Regions from separate parts of the Gossypium hirsutum genome. Here region 2 is linked to region 1. Evidence: chromatin contacts called from public Hi-C data. All regions are on one chromosome and are shown on one strand. Each heading gives the region's core, a stretch centred on a gene start, on an enhancer-like site or on the middle of the called end of the contact. The rest is flanking DNA. Distances are from core to core; before and after follow the strand shown. Region 1 holds the start of LOC107946298 (putative pentatricopeptide repeat-containing protein At2g02150). Region 2 holds the start of LOC107946305 (non-specific lipid-transfer protein 4).

The links. A called contact is a pair of places that touch in the nucleus more often than the background predicts.
Region 2: a contact with region 1 is called in a Hi-C map of leaf, with 2.2 times the contacts expected there. The contact joins the promoter of LOC107946305 here to the promoter of LOC107946298 in region 1. A contact is called at or near these places in 6 of 34 Hi-C or Micro-C datasets (hypocotyl and leaf).

What each region holds. Positions count from the first base shown.
Region 1 is chrD12:48,911,995-48,917,054 of Gossypium_hirsutum_v2.1, reverse strand. It overlaps LOC107946298 (putative pentatricopeptide repeat-containing protein At2g02150), which reads right to left and starts at 2,908. Exons shown (of 4, transcript XM_016880558.2): 1 at 1,821-2,908; 2 at 193-1,709. The coding sequence starts at 2,792. The coding sequence ends at 459.
Region 2 is chrD12:49,106,548-49,111,794 of Gossypium_hirsutum_v2.1, reverse strand. LOC107946305 (non-specific lipid-transfer protein 4) reads right to left here and starts at 3,835. Exons shown (of 2, transcript XM_016880567.2): 1 at 3,404-3,835; 2 at 1,625-1,875. The coding sequence starts at 3,752. The coding sequence ends at 1,859.

The DNA.
Region 1 (5,060 bases), core at 1,659-4,158:
CATGATAATATAAGAAATCAAAAGCAAATACGAAGAGTATTGGAAAACCAAATCTAATTTTATCAGTTCTATTACTAAGACGTCTTATACTGTAGTCTCATCCTATAAAAACTATGCATCAATAAGATACACTATTCCCACTGTTTCTACACATTGAAGAAACTAAAGTTATCAGTTGTGACCATAACTCACCAGTCAGCATCAAGGGATGGAACATACGATCTATGCACAGTGCACCAAAAGCTTATTTGGCTCCAAAACAAAACATCTTCTGCCCACAGTTTTGCATCACTAAGAAACGACACAGTAAGGATTTGTTATCAACGATTCTGCTCAAACATGTTTGCATTCTCACGACCAGGATTGCCCACAGTTTCTTATTCTATTTTATGGTACACCCCAGTCCTCCAGTTCATGTTTTGTACACAGCTTGAACAAGAGGACCAAACAATTAGACTTTAAGTTTGTACACTCGGAACAGCAAGATGGACAGGACTAGTAATTAAACCCATCTTAGCCATTTCATTTTGCAACTCAATGGCTTCAGTAACATGTCCGAGCTCATAGTACTTCCTTAATACACCAATGCAAAGAATTTCATCAGGGAGAATACGCTTGCTTATCATCTCATCCAGAAATTCTCTTGCTTTCTCTAACTGGCCACATCGGCAAAACCCTGAAACCAGGGAAGTGTAAGCCGACAAATCAAGCTCCATGCCCATTTCAATCATTCTGTCCCGCAGATTCAAAGCTTCCTTAAAATTCCCGTGCTTCAGATTGCCATCTATTAAAGCAGTGTAAGCAGTTGTATCCAGAACCAAATTTTTACTTAGCATTTCATCATACATGCTTTTGGCTGCTTCAATGAAATTATTTTTACAGAGGCCATCAATCAATACTGTATAAACTGCAACATTAGGTTGTAAATTGAAATCTGGCATTCTATTGAAATAATTAATTGCCTCTAGAACCAATCCATTTTTGCACAAACCATCAACCAAAACACAAAAAGTCACAACTGTAACTTCAATTCCCAGGTCCCACATTTCTTCTAGCAGATTCAGTGCCTCAATGGTTTTCCCCGCCTTAAAATAAGAATCCATGATTGTAGTATATATGACTGGATTCAGACTCAGTCCAGATGCCTTCATTTCATCGGTGACAAATTTAGTTTCTTCTATTTTATCATCGTTGCATAGTCCCCAGATGATAGTTCCATGCAACAAAAGGTCAGGTTTAATGCTTTTCTCCTTCATTTCTTTCAAAAGATTCAATGCATGCTCCATCTTCTTAACTTTCATATAGCCATGAGTAAGGGCAGTATAAGTTTGCACATTAGGAGTTAAACCAGCTTTCAGCATTGCCCTAAAAACTTCCTCTGCTTCCTTCGTTCGCCCTGCTTCACAAAGGCCATCGATTATAGTTGTATATGTAACAATGTTCAAGGCAATATTTGCCTGCAACATCTCATTAGCCAGCTTCAATGCTTCAGTTAGGTTACCAGCTTTACAATTAGCATCGATTAAAGAAGTATACGTGTACTCATTGGGTAAAAGACCAAGCCGCCTCATATCAACTAAGAATTTAATCCCTTGCTGCATCATCCCTTCCTTGCAAAATGCATCAATAAATGTGCTATAAGTAACAACATTTGGTTTCAACCCCTTATTCCTCATTTCACGAAAAAACTCAAAAGCACGAGGCATCATCTGAAATTTACAAAAGCAGTTTATCAAGGCATTGTATGTAATTACATCAGGCTCACACCCTACGTTCTTCATCTCTTCAAAATAGAAAAGGACTTCATCCAAAAATCCTACCTTTCCATATCCATCAAGTAGGGAGTTATATGTGACAACATCCGGTGTTAGGCCAATCTCTTTCATTTGTCTAAATAACATTCTTGCAGTCTCCAAGTCCCCTTCTTTGCACATACAATCTATCACTATATTATAAGTGTAAACTGACGGGGCGATGCCAGCCCCAACCATTTCCTCCAAAAATCTCCGAGATTGGTCCCTTCTCCCCGACTTACAAATCCTATGTAAAAAAGCATTGCAAGAACGAACTTTAGGCAAAACTCTAAACCTTTTCATTTTCGTAAAACATCGGCTAGCCTCCTCAAGTAATCCCAAATCCACCAACACACTAAACAAAGCATCAAACACCCCAAAACCATACGGACAAACATTCCTAGTAGACCAAAGAACATCAAAAAAATCGCAACCTGGAAACACTACCCCACGCCTTGACAAAACGAATTCCTTAAGAACAGCAGTAGCATCAAAATACATTCTACCATAAAACAAAATGTGTACTAATCTACAATAAGATTCACTTGTAGGGCTAAACCCTTTCTGGGTTTTCGCCAATTTGAAGAATTTCAATGCCAAATGAGGTTCCTGTTTCAAACCAACCAAGATCTTAGACACCCAAATGGGTGCCAAGCTTGAACCAAATAAACTGACAATCTTTGGGTCATTCCATTGGTCCTGTCGAATGATTCTACACAATGATTCCCTACTGAAATCATCTAAAAAAATGTTTGTATTACAATTAGACTTAGTCCCAAATGGGAACTTGATCACAAAACAAAAACTAGTGAACAAAACAAAAGGGCAGAAAATAATAGAGTTATTGGAGGGTGGAGAAAAACTGAGGAGATGAGGGTTTTGAAAGAGAAGAAAAGGGTGGCTTACTCTGGCAGGGATTCTGCGGTTGATGTGTAAGAGATTGCGGAGAGATACAAGCATTTTGGTTAAGAAACTTAGAGTTGCAGAGATTAGCTTCATTTTTTAAGCGGAGATTGCATTTTTTTTTAAACAAATTCGAAGACTGATTGAGTGAGAACTGGGAACTGGGAACTGGGGAATGAGTTTTGGTTAGGGTTTAACAATGTAGCAGAGAAGGTGTCTAGGTTAATGGGTGATGGACTATAGCGGTAGGCCATCGACTGCTTCTCTTAGAGATTTTGGGCTTTCAGTTCTCAGCCCACTACAACCCAAGGTGTTGAAGTGCAGTATTAAACTTATTAAAAAGTAATTCAAAACTACACAAGAATTTTAACAATTTTAGTTAAACGTGTAATATCATACCTAAATTTTGATTTTGTGTAATTTTATATATAATTTTTAATTTCATTCAACTTTTATAAAAAAAACTAATATCATTTTCGATATAACACCATTTTACATTTACATATTATATATACAAATAATTATCCTTGTATAATATAAAAAGTTGATGTATTCATTTATTTAATTTTGTATAATTAAACCAAAATCAAAATTTAATGTATATAATTGCAAAAAACAAAAGATCATTTATCAAATTGTATATTGATTCAAAGTTCATGTATAAATTTTTTATATTTATCCAAAAAAAAAAGAGTTTGAACCCATGTCATATAAGATTGAAGAAGTTTTAACCATCACTCCAAACTATTGTACTAATAAAAAAAGAATAAAACTAGCTTGTGAAGCTTGAGTTAAATATTCCACATTTGTTGAAAAACATGGAATGACTAAAATGTACTTGAGGAAGTGGCCACTTCTTGAAGTGTTACAACAAAGTTGGACAATTTTCATATTTGTGAGATTCCCCACAAAAAATGTTTTTTTTTAACCGCCGCACAAAGAAAATATTTTGTTACGAATGAACAATATATTGAGGAATTGTTCATACATAAAATCATCATTATTGATATGGGCTTTTTCCACATAAAAATGAAATCTTTTGTTACAATAGTAGCAGAAGTGATGTGGATTATTCAAGAATCGAAGTCGATTTGTTTCATAAAAAGAAGATATCAATGAACTTCTATGAAACGGTTTCACGAGATTCAGTCAATTGTCTTGATCATGGGATATCATTAAGAAATAGGAATCTATGTTATCAAAAGATTTCCTGCGATTATTTGGCAATTTATTGAACTTGATTCTTGAGTTGTGTTGATATTGTGGTGTGTATCTAGCACATCAATGAAGATTGTATCACTTGAGAAAACTATTTTGGAGAATCGGATTAGATCATGCTTATCTGATCCCTTGGATTGAGGATATTGGATCGGATTACAACGTTGATATCTTAGCTACCAAGAGTCCTTATTTATCTTGTTTATTATTATCCCATTATTTTCAACTAGTTTAGTTGTTGTTTAATACGGATTGTGATAGATCACAATATAAGGCATATCTTCAACCTCCACTAACAACTCCATAATTAGGGTTGAGAGAGAGGTAAGGAATGGACCAAGGAGCTTACTATTCAAGCTTTACTGAGTTATTTCGTGTTAGATCAAGCTCATGTCAAGCTTGATTCACACATTAACCAACCAGATTAAGCTTCGCTTATACACTTTTCTCCAAGCTCATAAGCTTAGGGCAATTAATTATCCTCAATACCTCGTACCAATCTTTTCACCTGCATATGCATGTAAATGAATTGCATAGTAAAGTACAACTGATTCATGAATATAGGAAATTAAAAAGTATATATTAATAAGATGTGAGACAAGGATGTCCTTTTTGCCTCTATTTTATGGATTTATTCAAATGAATATGATTGCTTGTTAGAAATTTTATTATTAATCGGTAGATATGTATTCACGTACACAAACTATATGGTTTGGCTTTCAGGTTGAGGTTGAAAGGATAAGAGGGCATCCTTATGAATAAACTAGTTGCTGCAAGGCACAAGACAGATAAGAAGTGTGTAGGAACAGAAGCTGAAATCTAAGTTGCAAAAACCAAGTAACAAGAAAAATATATTCGAAGAACTGGCCACCTATCGTATCTTCCTTGATGGAGTTAGTGCTCCTGAAAATCCAGATTTTCCTTTCCGATCAATTAGTCCTGCCTCTACCCCACAAAGCTTCTTTTCACTTTCTAACTTCTATCAAAATTCTCATTTGGGCTCTTTCATGTCATGCTATTGTCAAGTATTAAAATAACATACTCCCCTGCACTAAGACTGGTTAAAGCTAAAATGATGCCTCTCGCTTATCTTTCCCAAATCCCCTCCACATGAACATAAATTCCTAATGCTAAGATCATGTTGAT
Region 2 (5,247 bases), core at 2,586-5,085, 190 kb before region 1:
GTTTAATTTCATTCCAATGTCTATGTGTTGGTGATGAACTAAATCTTGCTAACATGTTCACATCGAATGCTATATTAGGTTGGGTGTTCTTTGCAAGATACATCAATTCCCCTATGGCACTTAGATATGGTACTTCAAGACTAATAAACTTTTCATCATTTTCGTAAAGACGAAATGGGTCTTTATTCACATTTAGTGATCTTACAACCACTACGATATTTACTGGATGTGCTTTATCTGTGTCAAATTTCTTTAAGATCTTTTCTATTTAAGCTAATCGATGGACATGAATTCCATCCTTTAAATGTTCGATCTACAGGGCGAGACAGAACTTTGTTTTTCCAGGATCTTTCATCTCAAAATCTTTCTTTAAATAATTTACTATATTTTGAAGCTTTTTAGGAGTTCTAATAATATTTAAATCGTCAACATAAACAACAGTTATCACAAAATTTAATCCAAATTTTTTTTATATAAAAACATATGGACAAATTAGAACATTTTCATAACCTTCTTTCAACAAATATCCACTAAGATTGTGCCACATAAGTCCAAATTGATTTAATCCATGTAAGGATTTCTTTAATCTGATCGAATAATTTTCCTAGGAAACTCTAAATCCTTCTAAGATTTTAAATTCTTAAGAGATTTTCATATAAATTTCACTATTAAGTGAGCTATACAAATAGGTTGTAACAACATCTATTAGTTGCATGTCAAGTTTTTCACTCACTGTCAGACTAATAAGATATCTAAACATGATTACATCCACAGCAGGAGAGTATGTATTTTCATAATCAATGTCGGGCGTTTGCGAAAATCAATTTGCTACAAGTCATGCTGTATATCTTAAAACTTCATTTTTCTCATTTTGTTTTCACACAAATACTCATTTATATCCTGCTAGCTTTATATCTTTATATGTTTGGACTAGGGGTCCAAAAATCTCACGTTTAGCGAGTGACTTCATTTCTACTTAAATTGCACCTTTTCAATTTGACCAATCTTTTCTATTTTTAGATTCCTTAATAGATTTAGGCTCAATGTCTTCATTTTCTTTTGCTATTTCAATAGAAATATTATAAGTAAGAACATTGTCAACAAAATTTTCATTTCGATTCCATATTTTCTTGTATTGACGTAACTTATTTAGATCTCTTTATTTTCATCATGTTCAGTTCCAGGTACTTGAATTTTTTCTTGAGTTTTATAATAAGTTATGTCTCAAGTCTCTTCAAGAGCACCCACCTCCACACTATATCATGCTTCAAGCATGCATTACTTTCATTTACTTTAACAAGTTGTCCTATTGGGACTTCAATTCAAATAAAAACATTAGCCGGTATATAACACTTGGTTATTTTAATCGCGCATTGTAGGACGCATTTTTTTTTCCTTAAAAAACAACATAAATCGATAAATTTTCAACAAGAAAAAAAAAAGGACTAATTTCTGAATTGATTTTTTTTCAGCGTTTTTAGATAAATTAGCTTTGAATTGTAAAAGAATTTGTGTAAGGCCTGGTTGAGATGGGTCAAACTTTTTGAGTCAGATAAATAGCTTGGGCTTTGGACAGTTTTGTCTAAGTCAGGAACATTAATAGATATCAAATACAAATCGGTAGTGAGAGAGAAAGAGAAATTATTTTTGAAATAATACTAACATAATGGAAAGTGAGCATAAAAATAGCATTTGCTCAATTAAGATGATAATGTAACTTAGCTGCTGAAGATTACATTAAAAAAGACATAAACAATTGCTTTGGAAGGATGAATCAGCAATGACCATGCAAATGCAATGCTGCACTTGTTTATTTATTAGCTCTCTCTTCTCTTCTTGTATAAGGTATTAGTTTGTCTCATGGGACTGTGTAGCCTGCAAAATCCCACAAAAACTGTATTTGTTAGCCTTAAGATTCAGTTTCCTTGGTAGCTCATCGAGTAAAACAACTGAGGAAGAAAGCTTGATTTAATTTTTTTCATTTCTTAAACATCTATTAAGGCTTAGTTTATTTCAGAGTTTAATTGATATTAATAATGCATTAGTTACATTTTTCTTTCGGTTGAATTGTTATAATGGCCTCTGACCTTTATTACTTTTCTTAAATAAGCCCATATAAGCTATTATATTAAATAAAATATTTATTTAGAGTAAGGTTTAGTTTAAATACGCATCAAATTATTTTGGGCATCCTTCATGTCCATTTTTCTGTTTATGTCTAGGATCCAGACCGTTTGTTCCCCAACAATTATTGGGTGCAATAGTAAATAACATTATTATACGAGTCTAATAAAAGTGTACAAACTTTAATAAAATTATAAAGTTTGAGGGTTTTTTATTCATTTTTCTTAATACTAGATTATGTCACAGTTATGTAAAATCTATATTTATAAAAGTATTATGTAAGAAATGAGACTTAATTGAAATGACAAAGTTGAAGTTTTAGAGATCTCCATCTAACCACATGTGTAAATTCTTTTAGATTTTATATAATTTTTTTTAAAAAGTATAGATATAAATAGCTTAATGAACTAGGGAGGTCTCTATAATATAGGAATTAGATTAAATTAGTCCCTCTATTATTAAATGAATAAATTTAGTCCTTATAATGTTAAAAAGAATTAAATAAGTCCAAATTACAACACAATTAACATTACTGTATAAAAAATATCTTGAATATTATCTTTCAATTGCAGATCAATTTATACAAAAAAATATTTACATAACCTTAAAAATTTTATAAACATTAACTCTGTCAAACAGTAAGTGATATTTTTCAATCAGGAAATGTTAGCTCTATTCCAATTTGGCCTTATTTGATTTTCTTTTAATAGTACATGGATTAAATTGATCTATTTAATAGTAGAAAGACTATTTTGATCAAGTCCCTATTATAGAAGGACCTCTTAGGTACATTCACCAATATAAATAAGACGTTAATCAGTGTCAGTGGGTATGGGTAATGGTGTCAAGCCCACTCATTTTAGGGTCCGTTCTTCAACCCGGCTGAGATGAGCTTTTAGTTAAAAAAGCACTTTTCATTAAAAAGTAAAGGAGAACGCATTTCATTTTAGAGCAAAATGACAGCTTCTTAAAAGGACTTTTGGGCAGATGAGAAGTAGATTTTAGTCTACGGAGTTTTGCTTTAGAGGGATTAGAAGGCTTATGCAAATACCTTAGAGGCTTAAGCTCGGAATCCCACCACAAAGTCACAAAGATCCCCATCATCTCTCTTTACCCCAAATGCATTATAAATTTATTTAAAACTCAAAAATTAGTTAAATTGATTCATAACGTAAAAATCAAATGCAATTCAAATATCAATATTTTCAACTTTGTCTCGATCTTGTTTACCTAAATTAAAGATAAAAGTTAAAAAGACCAAAAGAGGAGGGCTACTTACTTCCACATTTTTTTCCAGCTTGCCTGTTCCTAATGTTACATCTTTTAGGAATGCCAATGGCAATCCCAGGCTTGATTCCAGCCTGCTTTGCCAATGGTGATAATAAAATAGCACAAAGGCACCTCGGAGAAGCCTTAAGTAAGGCACCAACCTTGGAGCAGCAAGCAGGCGGAACTTTTGCCTTTGCGTTCCCAGCCGCTCCTAAGCATGGGCTTAAACTTACCGCAGCAGACCTAATTGGAGTCTGTCCACACTCCCCAGCTGCTTCAACATCCTTAATGAACACCATGCAACTTATATCAAACACAACCAGTGCAACAAGGAAATAAGCTTTCAAGCTAAAACCCATCTCTGCTAAACAAACTTTTCAACACCCAATTTGCAGAAAATTCAAACAATGAATGCCTAATACATACCAACGTTGCAACATATATAATACTAAAAAAAAGGACTGTGGGGTGGTGGGATTTGGGTTTTAGTGGGTTGGTTGTGGTAGATTGTGGAAGACAATCTTGCGGATTCATCATCATCATCGTTTTCCTCCTTAGTTTATTCAAAATGTAATTATTTTTTAACCAATTTTAAATGCTTCCACTATATAAAAGGATTGCCGATCGATTGCTAATTTTCATAGATTCTGGTTCATTATAAGAATGTTCTTCCCTTCTTTATATTGCCTTAGGGTAGGTGGCATGAAAAATTAGTGTGAACATGGAGACTTTGGCGTCATTCAATAATTTGATCCACTATTGTATATGTTAGTGGTGCCCATCGATCAAGTGAGCCAAGGGTAATAATTTCCTTCTAGTCTTTATTACATCCAATCTCACCTTCACGAATATTTCAGGGCAGCAGAGCTAATATTTAGTAATTTGGATTTAAATTTTAAAAATAGTATAAATTGAGTGGTAAATTATTCTAAAATATAATGTTTATTATTATTTTTTAAATTTATGAATTTATTAAAATAATGATTTAAAAATCTTAAAATATTTTTTGATTTAACAAATTCATATATATATTTTTAATATTTATTAGATTCAATCTCAACAAATTTATTCATTACATTCTTACCATTTACAAAATAATTGAAATCTAAATTTTCAAACAGACCATAACTAAATTCATTGATTAAGTTATGGTTAATAAATTGTAATAAGCCCCATTTCAAAAGAACTTTTCAATCTTAAAAAGAATGAACAACATTTCGCTTTAGTTAAAAGTACTATTTGAAAGTGTTTTTCTACTTAAACGCAAAAATTGAGATTTAAGTGATTCTGGTTTTTGGTTTTTGCTAATTGAGTTTTAGTTTAAGTAGTATCATTGAGTAAGAGGATGTTGATTTAAGCGCACTTAAATACGCTTTATACTTCTATTTAAAAGTTGAGAAGGGATTATTAGTAGCTCTAGGTTTTGTATAAAAAATTTACTTTTGGCTTTTGACTTTTGCATTTTGAAGTGGAATTATCAAAATACCCTTATTTATCCTAATATTTAAAATGTATATAAAATTTTAGATTTTTTATATTTTATGTATCATTGTATTAAATTATGGATAAACTACACCAAAAGCCACTAAACTACTAGTATGTTTACGTCTTGATCATTCAACTTTAAAGAGTTACAAAATGATCACTGAACTATTCTAAAGTTTTCATCTAAATCATCGAGTTGTTAAAATCATTGTTGTATGACATTTTCTATTTGCACCACCTGTGATAAAGAATGATGTGGATGAATGTGGAAGCGGATCGTAAAGTTTGTCAAAGTCGCAAATTTGACTTAGGGCTCTAGATGTTTAGAAAGAAACTTAGATTTTGACACAACCTGAAACGAAATTGAAT